2 separate regions of the Hordeum vulgare genome follow, and region 1 is linked to region 2. A link is a contact called in public Hi-C data. All regions are on one chromosome and are shown on one strand. Each heading gives the region's core, a stretch centred on a gene start, on an enhancer-like site or on the middle of the called end of the contact. The rest is flanking DNA. Distances are from core to core; before and after follow the strand shown. Region 1 holds the start of LOC123426396. Region 2 holds the start of LOC123426394 (probable proline transporter 2).

Region 1 (7,525 bases), core at 1,948-4,447, 260 kb before region 2:
TGGGCAATACGCCAAGACAAGTAGACCGTTTATCCATCAACATCCACTCTCTAATCATCCACCTTGAGATATCTATCCAGAAGATCTCGCTGGTATTAAGTTGCGAGCCCCACCCAAAGTGTAAACTCAAAGCAACGGATAACGACATTAATGAACTTTGCGTAAGGTAAACAATCCTTGCAACCATGGTCACAAGCACCGTTGTTTTCTCCCTGGTGGCAACAACACATCCCCTAGTCTCATGTTCCTGTCACTCAAGCTAGACATCAGGGGGCATGAACCCACAATCATGCAGAACGCTCCCTCTTGGAGTTAGAATCTACTACTCAGCCAAAGTAATGAAAAGCAACGGAGAACATGCATGAATTACTCAAGAACATAATATAAAAGGAGAACCAAATATATAACTCATCACAATATGAACATAATCTCATAATCTATCGGATCCCAGCAAACGCACCACAACAACATCACGTAAATTATATAGATGCCTTGATCATGTAGGGCAACTCACAAGGGCTAAGCATTGAAGCACAAGATTGGAGAGAAGACATCACATAACTACTGGTCATGGAGTCATGGTCCAAGGAGGACTACTCACGGCACGTCCGGGAAGCGTCCATGATGGTGGAGAAGCTCCCAGAGGTCAATCCTCCCTCCGACAGGGTGCCGGGAAGAGGTCTTCTAGCGCTCCCAATCTCGGAAGCGTTGTGGCCGCGGAACGGTGGAGAAATTCGCGATTTTGGATCTGTGCTCAGGGTTTCCCGTCCGAGGGGTAAATATAGGCCAAAGGAGGGGGCAGGGGGTGGACCAGCTGCCCAGGCGACCTGGTGGTGCGGCCAGGAGGGGGCCCGCGCCAGGTGGCTGCCTGGGTGAGGCCTGGCTCCCCTCTGGCCCACCTTGGTGCTTCGTGAAGCTTCCTTCATGCTGATTTTTATATATTTTTCTCAAGATTTTTGGGGCTCTAAAAATTGGGGTAAAATCCCTGCAATTAAAAGACATCAGTAGACAGAAACTGGCACTGGGTGCACTGAGTTAGTAGGTTAGTCCAAATATGTGTAAAAATGTATGAAAGTGTAGCAAAACATATGACAATGTCACCCAAAAGAGCAAGGAACAAACATAAATTATAGATACGTTTGGGGCGTATCACTCATCCACGTTCCCTCGGATGGCGTTGCCCGACTCGCCCCGCGCGTCAGCTTGCACCCCGATGCCCCACTTCTACGTCTACCCGCAGGCCTCCCGCCTCTCCGGGGAGTGCTCGCCGGAGGTGAGCATGGTGGTGCCTTCCACGCCCACGCCTGCGCCCATCGACCTCAATGCCACACCGGTGGCCGGTGGCTCGTCATCCGGAGGCGCGAGGAAACACGCGCGACAGATGCCAGCAGACATGCTGTCGGGTGTACGCAATCTGTTCGACGAAATGCCGGTCGCCGGCGACGAGGACTACATACATACTTGATCTTCGAGGGTGGTGCGTCGGCCGCTGGCTACGATCCCGACGAGACACAAAGTCAGGGCGACCGAGGGGCGTTCATGTCGTTCAACTTTAATCAAGACCAGGCGGCCTTCATGCGTGATCAGGTCGGCATGGACGTGGACGGCTTCCCACTCGACCACGAGTTTCCGGAGGACTACGAGCAAGAGGAAGAGGACGAGTGTGACATCGAAGGGGAGCCTTTGTTTGAGGACAAGCTCGCCAACCAAGCCGCCTGTGCGAAGCGGCCGAATCACAAGAGCAAGCGGACCAAGGCACACACGGCGGCTGAGGACAAGCTTCTTTGCGAGTGTTGGAGAGACATTGGGCAAGACCCCAAGACGTGCGCCAAACAAAAGCATTCAACGTTTTGGATTCGTGTCCACCGTGAGTTTCATGAGCGCAAGAAGTTTCCGCCGTACCAAATAGTAAGCACGCGCGGGTGGGTGTCTATTTTGAAGCGATGGAGGGTGATCCAACAAGTGTGCAACAAGATTTGTGCCACTCTTGAGAGCGTCAAGGCCCGTCCTGTGAGCGGCATCGACATGCAAGACATGGTATGCTAGCAAGGCGCCCTCTTTTGTGTCATCAAGTTTATGCTTGCGTGTTCATTTGCATACCATTTGCCAATATGCCTGCATGAAATACATTTGTAGGCATTTTAAGCTTTGGAGGCATTCAAGGTCCAACACAATGACAAGTGCTTCAACCTCTTCCATTGCTTTAGGGTCATCAAAGGCGAGGAGAAGTTCATGGCACAATATGCCGTCCTCAAGTCGCGTGGGGGAAGCAAGCCGTGGAGGAGGTTGGGCACGGTGAGCACGCACGGCCGCGGGGGAAGACCAACTCCAAGAAGGAGGACAAGCGGGATGCGGCGTCGAACGCCTTGATCGCAAGCGTGGAGGGCATAATGAGCAAGAAGGACTCAAGGGAGGAGGAGCGCCAGCGTTACAAACAAGAGCAAATGAACGCCTTCATGGAGATCCAAAGGAGGACACTTGAGATGAACACTGAGAAGCAAACCAAGATGCTTGAGATGGAGGGGAGAAACAAGCCAAGATGCTAGAGATTAAGGCCGGCAACGCCAAGGCCAAGGCAAAAGAAGTGACTCTCGCGAGCATGATGACCGGGGTGGAGATCATGAAGGTAGATCTCAACACCGTGTCGCCAAGGAAGAGGTCGTGGTTTGAGAAGATGCAAGCCAACATGCTCAAGTTCGACGAGGAGTGATCTATGACCGCGAGCCTTTTTTTGTATGCCGACACGTGTGCTGGCATGACCACGAGACCGCGATGGCGTGGTCGAACTTAAATTACATCCCTTTTTGTATGCTCGCATGTGTGTCGGCCGCTGGCGAGTGCGCCAACATGAACTGTATGGTGATTGTATGCCGGCGCTGGCAATGATGCTGGCATGATCTATGGTCTCTCGCATGATCTATGACCGCGGACCTTTTTTAAAAATTATGTACGGACATGAAATGGATCGACGCATTGAACGCACTGCTGATCCAAACTTAAAACAGGACGAACGTCGGACGGGCGATTGATCCAAACGGATACAAAAGCATACAAAAACATAATCCATTTGAGTCGGTCCATCTTAAGTTGCTTTAAGATAGAACGGATGAGGGCACGAGGAGGTTTCACCGGTGCCCATACGTGTGTTACCAAACCGGAGCGTTTGAACCTATGCCGAGAGGAAGTGTGCCTTGGCTGGTGGTCGTTTCCTTGTGCAGGGCGGAGATGGGTGGATATGGGGCCCAAAGTTGGACGGACGAGACGGAGAGGATGGATCGGGGCCACACCCCGAGGGGCGCAATTGCAATCAGTCGCTTGGAAAATATCTGCCTCCTCTCCACCCGGTCTGCGATTGATTTGGTTCTGGTCTCGTGGTTCCCCTCCCGTCTCCTGTCTCATCTCGCTCTCTCCTCCCCCAATCCTGTCTCCCACCAGATTCGAGCAAACCCTAGGATTCCCTCCTGCCTTTCTCCCGATGGGTGAGCCGCCAAGCCGAGATGGATCCTATTCCTCCTTCCCTAACTCCGACGACGACGAGCCGGAGACCTCCGGATCGGAACGAGGAGGAGGAGGAGGAGAGGATGCTCATCGCCCGCTGCCTCTCCGCCAGCAGCTCGTTGGGGCCTGCCGCGCCGACGACCGTCTCAGGCCCCTCCTCACCCTCAACGTGTCATGCTCCGCCGCCGAGAACCGCTTCATATCTCACCTCTCTCAGGTGACATTTCCTATCCCTGTGGTCGATAAGTGCCATCGATTGGTTCTCTTCTCACCTCATCGGGCGGGCGCTGCAGCACTTTGAGGTCTCGGAGGTGGGCATGCTGGCAAGGTGTCTCTGCGTTCCTCTCGTCTCTCTGCGCGTCGGCAAGGTCGATCGCCACGGCGCCCTCCTCTGCCCAACAACCATCAGGTAGCCACCCACAAATTTAACTTCAACCGGATTGCTTTTGCACCACAAATATACCAGCTACCAGAGGAACACGCACATGATGGCTTCTCTTTTAGATTGCCACCGTTGTGTGTCGCACACGTTGTCATGAAATGATTAATATTGTAGGGCATGTCTAGTTCTCTCGTTTGCTAACTGTCTAGCATGCCTGCTGCGTATGAAGCATGGATGCAGTCAGATAATTTTTATACCTGCCAGAGGACATTGTGTCTTCTGTCCGGACACTGAGCTTTTGCTGATGCTGACTTTTTTTTTTCTGAATTAAGTGCACCAAATAACAAAATTGTTAATCTGCCAGACAGAACGGAAATTTTAGAAGGAAATGTATCATCATGTAGTTGTTCTGGTGATTCTGGAAAATTACGTGTGTATCCGTGTGATGTGGTAAATATCGTGCACATTCTACATTCATTGCAGCCGTTATTCACTTAGAAATATGTTGGTGCAACATAAGTCGTCAAATTGTTGCATTTCATGTTACTCGAGTCTAGTCAGATATGCCAGTCTGGTTAAGTGATGAACCTTCTCTTAGTTGCATGGGAATAGTATGACATTCGAGTGTCATGATTCAGTAAGTTTCTCAATAATATCATTCCCAATCTATAACAAACTGAATATTCCTATTTCTGGTAGTCACCCTTTTCACGTCATTGTCACAGCCTAGTTAGGATTTTGTTCATACAGCTACTCTGCTGTGTTGCAGAATGCTGTAACATGTATTTCCTTCATGTTATTTTGTTCTTGCGATTATCTCTGCTATTTAAGCATTTTGTCCGGTTTCATTATTAACATGGCGTTTTTCTTGTTCTTGTACTTCATGACACCTGATAATTGCTTTTTGTGGAGAGGTGTTTTCAGCTATTCTGACCTCATTAAGAAGGATGTATCGTATGCTAGATTATTGATTCTAGGATTACATGTTTCATCTTATTAGTGATGGCATTGTTCATCTACCAAATAAATTATGTTTCCATTTGTAGGTAATTTGGGCATGTGTCATAATCTCTGATATATGAGGAAAGAGAAGGTAGTTTCCTTCATGCCTTACGGTATTATGTTACCTGCATTAATAATAACTAATCACACACATCACGATTGCAGTCTTAGATGAGATTGGATCAATAGGATTCTGGACTATTTGATGCTTTAGATGAAATTTTTATTGGTACTTCAAAGAGTTTGATATCTCATTTATTGATGTTTTCACATACTTCTGTGTTCCAGTTATCATGTGTATGTTTTGTGGTTGCAGTTAGCTTATCACAGGCTCCTCCAGTGTTGATTTATGCAGCAGTTTACTGTTTGTTTCACTGCAGACAGTTAGGGACATGTATCAATGTGTTCACACCAATGTTCATTCTAAAACCAGTTATCCTACCTATGCTTAATGAGCTGTTCCATCCAATATCTGTTTTATGTTTTATAGCCGTGTTTTTATCTTCCTCTCCACCCATGTTGTGTACTTAATGTACCCTGTCTATTCTTTGTTACATACGCCTTCCTTCAATTCACCATCGATGTTTTTATCGACATTTCTACCATCGGCAATCATTTCTCTCCATTTTTCAGTTCAAATTGATTGAGGTTTTCCCTTAAATGGAGGTCACTGACCATAATTGACTATGGATGGTTCGTATTACTTTGCCCTAATTTTTTGCAATATAATCATCCACTTATCGGAATTTATTGTAGACTTTGTGCAACTAAAATCATAACTTGCCTGTGCTATGATCTGGCACAACTTGTCTAAGGAGATTTAGTTTTTGATTTATCACCTGCGAAGGAAAAAACATTAGATGTTTCATGATTCTTTCGTACGAGTGATAAGGCAGTGCTGCAGCTTTTCTTGAAGAAACATTTGTCAAATACTGTAATTTGGTATTTGTATTCAGTGCTTTCACTTATTCCTATTAAAAGGCAAATCTGCTATTTTTCTTAAAAATCATCTTCAAGTACTGTATGTTGGTGGTTATTTTATGGTCTGCCTATGATATGGTGCTGAGGAACTTATATTCTACACTGCCCTCCAGTGTCTCTGGTGGAAACCTATATTTGAGCGCTTAAGTCTCTATGCTCTATCACTTATTCCTTAACTATGTGCTCATTTGCACGGCTATTCTTTGCATTCAAGAATGTCTATGTAATCTTCTTCTAGTATTTTCTATTGAAGTTCCTCTGTGATCTGATTTCATTTAGTTGGTTGAAATGTATTCTTTTTTTTTTCTCAGTGTTCTTTCGGTAGCAAGCCAAAAAACTGCTGTGATACTGGAAAAAAAATCTTTGTTATTTTATTTGTTCGGAATAGAAAGTCAGGGATCTTACATGCACTCACTTCCTATGTACAGAGGGAAGCTTAGCCTTGGCCTTCTGCCTTCATCGAGCATGCGCCTTGCCTTCTCCGGTGATGATGGTTGTTCAGAGGAACTGGCTCTCCTGAACGATGGCCTCGAAGTTTCAGAAGTTGTGATTGAAGAAATACCAGCTGATAATTCTGGACGTTCTTTCCTCATCAGGATTTCAGAATCTAAAAGATTGTACTACTGGTGCGCTGAAAAGTCGAAGGAATGCGGAATGGAGCTTCTTGCAAAGGTTTGTATTTTGTAGTGGCCACCAAATTATTGTTTAAATGTACCACGAACCATGTGCAATATTGACTGGGATGTGCCACATCTAACATAGAGAGCAAACCCCAAGAACTGGAGCCTATCCACATAAACTGCAATTGTAATATAATTTTAATCGTCATGCAAAATCGCATGTACTATGGTATGCTGATTCTCTCTCAATTTTTTTTGATACAGATGAAAAATCTACTTCAGGGCCGGCCAACCCTCTCTGATCTCACAGGCATCTCCAATTCGCGACTTGATGCTTTTGTTACTAATTTACATGCTTATCTTCTTGCACCAAGTATTGGAGATGCTAAATTGTTGGGAGCATCTACTGCCCTCCTCAGTACTTCAAGCTCGCAAGGGCAACTTTTACAATCCCCGTCAGCCGTTTCCAGGTCTTCAAGGTCTCGCACCTCTGCTGCTAATGCAACAAAAGCAAACTCGATCTATCAAGCCAGTCTGAGTCCCAGGTCCAGCACTTTTAAAGATGGGGTGCCAAGAACCTCTTGTGCAAAGGTTGTTGGGAGAGAGAAGCTGAAGCGGCGCGGGGACTGGTTGGGCCCATCAACTGCTCTGATCGATGCAAATCCTTTGATAGCAAAGAGTGTTAACCCTGATTCAACCAGTGAAGTGTGTGATGGGGATTGTTCAAAAAACAGTATCACTTCAGCTCCTTCACTAGACCTGCCTCTTTCATTTCCCTTGCTGCCATCTCTTTATCCTTTTGCGACTCAATGTCCACTCCCTGAGGGTTCTTCAGAGAATCCATTTAAGCCTTACTATTGCTGGTGTCCGCCATGCCCATCGTCACTGCAGTACAGTGTAACCCCACTGCACATGCCAGTTTCATCTGTAGAACCGTTCCCTCAAACACCTCTGGGCTCGCTGGTATCAAATGAAGTATCATCTATCTCATCATTTTCTGCAAAGTTGGATACAAATAATTCACCATCACTTAATCTTCCAT
Region 2 (7,141 bases), core at 3,849-6,348:
GATCCAATATGGGCATCTAGGTCCCGCTATTGGATATTGACCGAGGAGTCTCTCGGGTCATGTCTACATAGTTCTCGAACCCGCAGGGTCTGCACACTTCAGGTTCGACGATGTTTTATGCGTATTTGAGTTATATGGTTGGTAACCGAAAGTTGTTCGGAGTCCCGGATGTGATCCACGACGTCACGAGGAGCTCCGGAATGGTCCGGAGGTAAAGATTGATATATAGGAAGTCCTGTTTTGGTCACCGGAAAAGTTTCGGGCTCATCGGTAGTGTACCGGGAGTGCCGGGAGGGGTGCCGGGGACCATCGGGAGGGGTGTCACGCCCCAAGGGGTCTCATGGGCTATGGGAAAAGATAAACCAGCCCCTAGTGGGCTGGAATAAGTTCCCACTAAGGCCCATAAGGTTTGAGAAGGAAAAAACACAAGGTGGAAAGAGTTTCCAAGTGGGAAGGTGGAATCCTACTCCAAGTAGGATTGGAGTAGGACTCCTACACCTCCAATTTCGGCCAAACCTTGAGGGTTTGAGGCTGGCTCTTCCCTCCCCCTCCCTCCTATATATACTGAGGTATTAGGGATGATTTGAGACAACTTTTGCCACGGCAGCCCGACCACATACCCCCACGGTTTTTCCTCTAGATCGTATTTCTGCGGAGCTCGGGCGGAGCCCTGCTGAGATAGATCATCACCAACCTCCAGAGCGCCGTCACGCTTCCGGAGAACTCATCTACCTCTCCATCTCTCTTGCTGGATCAAGAAGACCGAGATCATCGTCGAGCTGTTCGTGTGCTGAACGCGGAGGTGTCGTCTGTTCGGCACTAGATCGGAATGGATCGTGAGATGGATCACAAGACGGTTCTTGCAACGGATCACGAGATGGTTCGTGGGACGGATCGTGGGACGGATTGTGGGACGGATCGCGGGACGGTTCGTGGGACGGTTCGCGGGGCGGATCGAGGGACGTGAGGACGTTCCACTACATCAACCGCGTTTCTTAACGCTTCTGCTGTGCGATCTACAAGGGTACGTAGATCGGAAATCTCCTCTCGTAGATGAACATCACCATGATAGGTATTGTGTGTGCGTAGGAAATTTTTTGTTTCCCATGCGATGTTCCCCAACACCTCCTCCCGTTCCATCCTCCCCTCTCCACCCCACGTGCCGTTGTTGTTGGATGCTTGCTGATGTTGCCGTGCCCGGCTGCCTTTTGGAACATCGGCGAAGATCGCGTGCACCATCCCCGCCACCGTGGATCGTCGACAAGTTCGCCGAGTACCTCGACGACCCCGAACATCTACGGACCCGTGTTCGACTACCGACGCCGAAGACCCGTGTACCGACGGCAAGAGTACGACTACCATCGACGAGACCCGTGTACAACGACTTCCACGACGTCCACGACGACCTATGTTTTCACCGGAACGTCCCGAACCGCTCCGATATGCACGCTTCAAAGGTATACGTAGAAACGTGTCGTGACCCGAATGCATGTGATGTATGAGATGTACTATATGTTTGCGCCATATGTTTGCCCGTTGCACGTTGTCTTCCTTTTTCGTCGTGCCCTCGACACATGGGAACCCGATAAATGGGATCACCCCATCATTATTTGGTTTGTCACGCACGCGCTCCCTATTCGTTGGCACCGATATCTCGATGAGTATCGGGATAGGAACGTTGCCGTGGCTTCGTTTCCGACTTGCCGCCATGGTTCCCTTTCGCTCGTCGTGGTGACACATGCTTCTTTTCCTTCTTGCCTGTGTTGTTGTAACTTGCATGCATGACGCATTCATGGCATAATATCTTCTGTTGCATGTCTCTTGTATGTAGCTCCGTTCTAAGTCCCGTGTGTTAACCGTCTAGGATGACATGTAGAATCACCGCTTCACCCCTTGCCATGTTAACAACAATTTAATATTGCCGTGTAAATAGCCGGGAGCGAACTAAATAATTAATCGTGGAGTTTCGTCGATATGTAACTCGTTGCATATCGAGCTTCACTTAATGTGTAGTGTTTGCGTGAGGTGAATTGTCATGCCATGCCTTGCATCATTGATCTGTTCATGCATCATATTAGGGTGTGCATCATGTCTTGCATTTGCCGTGGTGAATATCCGTGTTGATGTTTGTTTCCGGTTTGCTCCGTCTCGATAGAGTTCCGCAAGCGTGTCGGAATGTGAGGACCCGTTCGTCTACGTTGGTTCGCCGACTTCACGGAGTTGTTCTTCTTCCAAGCGGGATCTCAGGCAAGATGACCATTTCCCCAGATACCATTACTATCATTGCCATGCTAGTTTTACCATTTCTACCGTTTATGTCTCGTTGCCTACCACATGTTAAATATCAGCCTCTCTACAATGCCATGATAACCTTCAACATGTTCGACCTAGCAAACCACTGATTGGCTATGTTACTACTTGCTTAACCATGTGTTAGCGTTGCTAGATGCAAGTGCAATTGCTTCCATGTGATAACATGGGTTCCTTGTTTTATCACCATATTATATGCTATTTAATTTAATGCACCTATATACTTGGTAAAAGGTGGAAGGCTCGGCCTTTCTAGCCTGGTGTTTTGTTCCACCTTTGCCCCCTTAGTTTTCGGCTACCGGTGTTATGTTCCATAATTGAGTGCTCCTAACACGATCGGGGTGTTATGGGGACTCCCTTGATAATTCGTTTTAGATTAAAGCTGGTCTGGCAAGGTCCAACTTTGGTACTACATTTGCCTAATAACTAATGAACTGCATAGGGAGTAATTAACCCGAGGAAATTTAATCAACCCCCGGGCCAGTGCTCCTCATGAGTTTTGGTCCAAACTGGCAGACTACGGGGCCACCACGGGGCAACCCGAGGTTTGGTTTCTCCTAGTGTGACCCATCCGTCGTGTCCTGAGAACGAGATACGCGGCTCCTATCGGGATCGTCGACACGTCGGGCGGCCTTGCTAGATTAGTTTTACCTTTGACGAGATATCTTGTGCATCGGGATTCCGGTGATGCTTTGGGTAATCTCGGAGTTGAGGTTTTCCACTAGGGAATTCGACGAGATCGCGAGCTTCGTAATTGAGGATTTCTATGCGACTTGTGGTAATTTGTGATGGACTTGTTGGAGCACCCCTGCAGGGTTAAATCTTTTCGGAAAGCCGTGCCCGCGGTTATGTGGCAACGTGGAAACTTTGTTTAACACTGGTTCTAGATAACTTGAAGTTAACTTAATTAAAATATGCCAACTGTGTGCATAACCGTGACTGTCTCTTTCGTGAGTTCCTTCTCCGATCAAGGACACGGTGGGGTTATGTCTGACGTAGGTAGGTGTTCAGGATCATTCATTTGATCATCAGTAGTTCACGTCCGCTATGCATAGATCTTCCCTCTCTTATTTCTTGTACTCGTAAGTTTAGCCACCAAATATATGCTTAGCCGCTGCTGCAACCTCACCACTTAACCATACCTCACCCATTAAGCTTTGCTAGTCTTGATACCTTTGGAAATGAGATTGCTGAGTCCCGTGTGGCTCACAGATTACTACAACACCAGTTGCAGGTACAGGTAAAGGTTACTCAACGCGAACGCGTTGATTGTTCATTTGGAGTTGCTTCTTCTTCTTCTTCTTCATCGATCTAGGATGGGTTCCACGCCGACAGCCTGAGATAGCAAGGATGGACGTTGTTCTTCTTTTCTCGTTTGTTTTCGTCCGTAGGCGGACCCTGCTCTTATTCATGGTGATTATGTATTGTACTGATGTGACTCTGATGTAGCTTGTGGCGAGTGTAAGCCAATTCTATATATATATATATATCTTCTTTTCAGTAAATGTACTTGTAACGATATCCTTTCTTGCGACACGACGAGATGCGCTTCTATCCCTGACGAGGCCCTCGTGGCAAATTGAGGATAAGATCGCATCTTGGGCGTGACAACTCCCTCCTACATACGGCATACACAATGTATGACCCATGTGAGATGCCTAATATGCCACAAAAGATGTCATCGTTGGGTTGCTATTATTATTATTATTACCGAGCCACAAACCATACAATTGCTTTACGATATTTTCATATATATAACCAAAATAATATGTAGACTAAAAAGTACTCTTTCTGTAAATAAATATAAAAACGTTTATATCACGAGGGAGTACATGCAAAAGAAAGAAGAAGAAAAGCCACAAGAGTTTATCCAATTCCAGCTTTGGGGGTCGTGAATTGGTATAAAAAGCTCTCAATCCTGTCATTAAAACGGCCACAATTTTCTGCTTGATCCTATTAAAGAAGTGCAAGATCTTGCTCGAGAATCAATTTCCAAGTGCTTTTATTTCGAACTTCTCTTCTGATTTTTTTTCATTTATTTGAGTCCATATATGGCAATAACCTAACATGATTATGCCCAAGGCAATGGGTTTGGGCAGATTCTTGTCTTTGTTCTTTGTGATGGGTGCCTTTTAGAGTTTGGTTTCAGTAATGGGTCCTTTTAAGATTGCATTTTAGATTGGTGTGAATAAATAAAAAAATATGTTCTAGAGCTGAATATCCGTAATAATCACGTCGAGTACTGATGCCAGTGCCCCGTTCACAGCGGACAGTCAGACAGGGCATATGATGCTCCACTAACAAAGACTCATCATTTCATGAGGAGATTTGTACATGGGTGATTGGTTGCGAGAGTGTGAAGTGCTTAGCTAGGTGATTAGTAGGGTCATAATCTTGAAAGAAGAGAAATATTTGCGTTGCGGGGCTCGTGTCGCTGCTTGGGACGAGAGACACGAGAAAAGGATGTTGGTGATGCTTTTAGGAGTCGTCAGCTGAATCTTGCATAGTTAACGCTTTTTTCTTTATCTGTTTGGTCAGCAAAAAGGCAGCACTATTATGTTGCCGTGCACGCCATTAGGAAAATAAAATGGCCACAGGAAAATAATTAAATGAAACCCCTGGTCAATCAGTGCGATTTTATCGCATCTGGAAGGGAAGGGAGGGGATTTTAGATAAGATGGATGGATTTCGTCGCCGTAACAAACTAGAGTAACGACTTGCTAGTACGTTGCCGAAAAGATCGCGACCAACTAACACATGAACCAACTCGATCTTCTTCCCCGGCCCCTCTTCATAAACAGACAGAGAGTCCAGTAGACGGGCACAACCTCCATCCTCTTCTTCTTCCTCCCCCTCCCCCTCCCCCTCAGCCTCAGCCTATTACTATTAGTATATACTGCTAGCTACCTAGCTAGGTAGAGCGGCGGCGGGGCAGCACTAGCCAGCTACGGCGAGCGGTTGCTGCCGCTGCCGCTGCCCTATTCTAATCTCAAGCCTCTGCCGCAGTTGCCGCCATCAATCATCATATCCGGCACCGTCGGCGGAGAATTAAAGGGGCCGTGTTAGTGGGGAGGGGGAGGGGGAGAGGATCGATTCCATTCGGTTCTCTTTTTTTCTTCTTCTTCAGAAGATTGAATTCAAAGGAGGAAGGCATTAATAACAAACCCAAAAGGAAGTCCCGGCTGCCTTTCTGATGGATGTGAGTGCGGATTCTTCTTTTCTTCCTTCCTCCCTCCTTTTCCAGTAGTAGATTACATAGATAGCCCGGCGCACACAACGAACGAACCTATTCTGCTACAGAATCGGATGAATAGACTGATGCCTTTATTCTGACATGACATGGATTGATCGCTTCAATAATACAAATTACTAATTATCATTATCATGGAAGTAGTAGTTATTGGATTAATGTTTCCCGGAAAGGTTACTTGTATTATTATTGCTAATAGTACTAATATTGCTGTTATTATTATTGTTATCATTACTAATTAGTACTATTTTTATTATTTTTCACAAAGTGTGCTGTGGATGTGTATATTAATATAAATATGCATGTTTTTTTATAGATGTGGAATGAAAATGGGAAATTAATCAAGTTTTTCCTCTCTTAGAGAAGAAAGAAAATCCCCAATTTCACTTGTCGCATGCTACTTTTGTGACGTTTGCCGCTCCCTATTTATAGGTCACCAAGCAGCAGCAGCAACAGCACGACGAGGAAGCCCTCTCCGACTCTTCTCCTCTCGCTTCTTCTTCCTGGGCGTCAACCTCTTCCTCCCCTTGCTTGCCTGGTTCAGGGGACAGGGCGCCGCTGCTGCCCTGCAAGATGGCCGACGATGAAAAGGGTGACAGGCTCGATGTTTCTGAGGATACCGCGCACCAGATTAGCGTTGGTAATCATTTCTACCCTATCTTTTCTCCATGATAACAACAAGGATAGCTCACCAAACTGGTTGTCGACTATGTGAATCTGATACTCCCCCTGCATCTTAATCACTCTGTTGCCATCAACTCAAATGCTTATCAGTTATATGTTCTGCTATCAAAATAATAGCATGTCAACCCAACTGAATTCTGTAACGCTCCAAGTTTTTTTTTTACATTCATCATACTTTGATCATGGAAATACATAATTTTTCGGTGATGCCTCGTCTCACTGCTTCCACTGATCTGGGTTCAAAACCTTAAAATGTTATGCACACTAATCGTTTTCTTGTGAATGCAGTTCTTGTATCTGTGACTACTTAACTAATGAAAGATTCTGATCGTTTTCAGATCCTTGGTATCAAGTTGGATTTGTCCTGACAACAGGGGTCAATAGTGCGTATGTTCTAGGATACTCTGGGTCGATTATGGTCCCTTTGGGCTGGATTGGTGGAACATGCGGGTTGATCCTGGCTGCTGCAATCTCGATGTATGCAAATGCTCTGCTTGGTCGCCTCCATGAAATTGGTGGGAAACGCCATATTAGATACAGAGATCTTGCTGGACATATATATGGTACATATTCATACACTCTATCCCCACATTCTAATGAGATAGACATAACGTTTCATAAACTGGAGTTTGCTCTATTTGTTTTCAAGGACACCCATATGTCCTAGTTGTAGAGTCCATGTTGTGGTTGTCGAGGCCTTGGGTCAAATATACATAGTACCTCGTTCTAATCCACTTGTTTGCCATTTGGGCACCACTTCCCTTTTAACCGCTCCAGTTGGGATTTGTTTTATCTGGATGAAATTCAAATGCAATTTCTTTATCCCAACATAATTACTTTATACCTTTATTTTGGTGACTACAGGAAGAAAAATGTATGCGCTTACATGGGCTCTAC

What was found. A called contact is a pair of places that touch in the nucleus more often than the background predicts.
Region 1: a Hi-C map of leaf shows a contact between it and region 2, with 3 times the contacts expected there. The contact joins the promoter of LOC123426396 here to the promoter of LOC123426394 in region 2. A contact is called at or near these places in 2 of 6 Hi-C or Micro-C datasets (leaf and seedling) and 1 of 1 datasets of contacts at active chromatin or transcription factors (embryo).

Annotation. Positions count from the first base shown.
Region 1 is chr2H:392,859,149-392,866,673 of MorexV3_pseudomolecules_assembly, reverse strand. It overlaps LOC123426396, which reads left to right and starts at 3,197. Exons shown (of 5, transcript XM_045110228.1): 1 at 3,197-3,715; 2 at 3,792-3,907; 3 at 6,292-6,535; 4 at 6,748-7,525. The coding sequence starts at 3,236.
Region 2 is chr2H:392,606,255-392,613,395 of MorexV3_pseudomolecules_assembly, reverse strand. LOC123426394 (probable proline transporter 2) reads left to right here and starts at 5,098. Exons shown (of 8, transcript XM_045110226.1): 1 at 5,098-5,509; 2 at 5,993-6,200; 3 at 6,583-6,807; 4 at 7,109-7,141. The coding sequence starts at 5,504.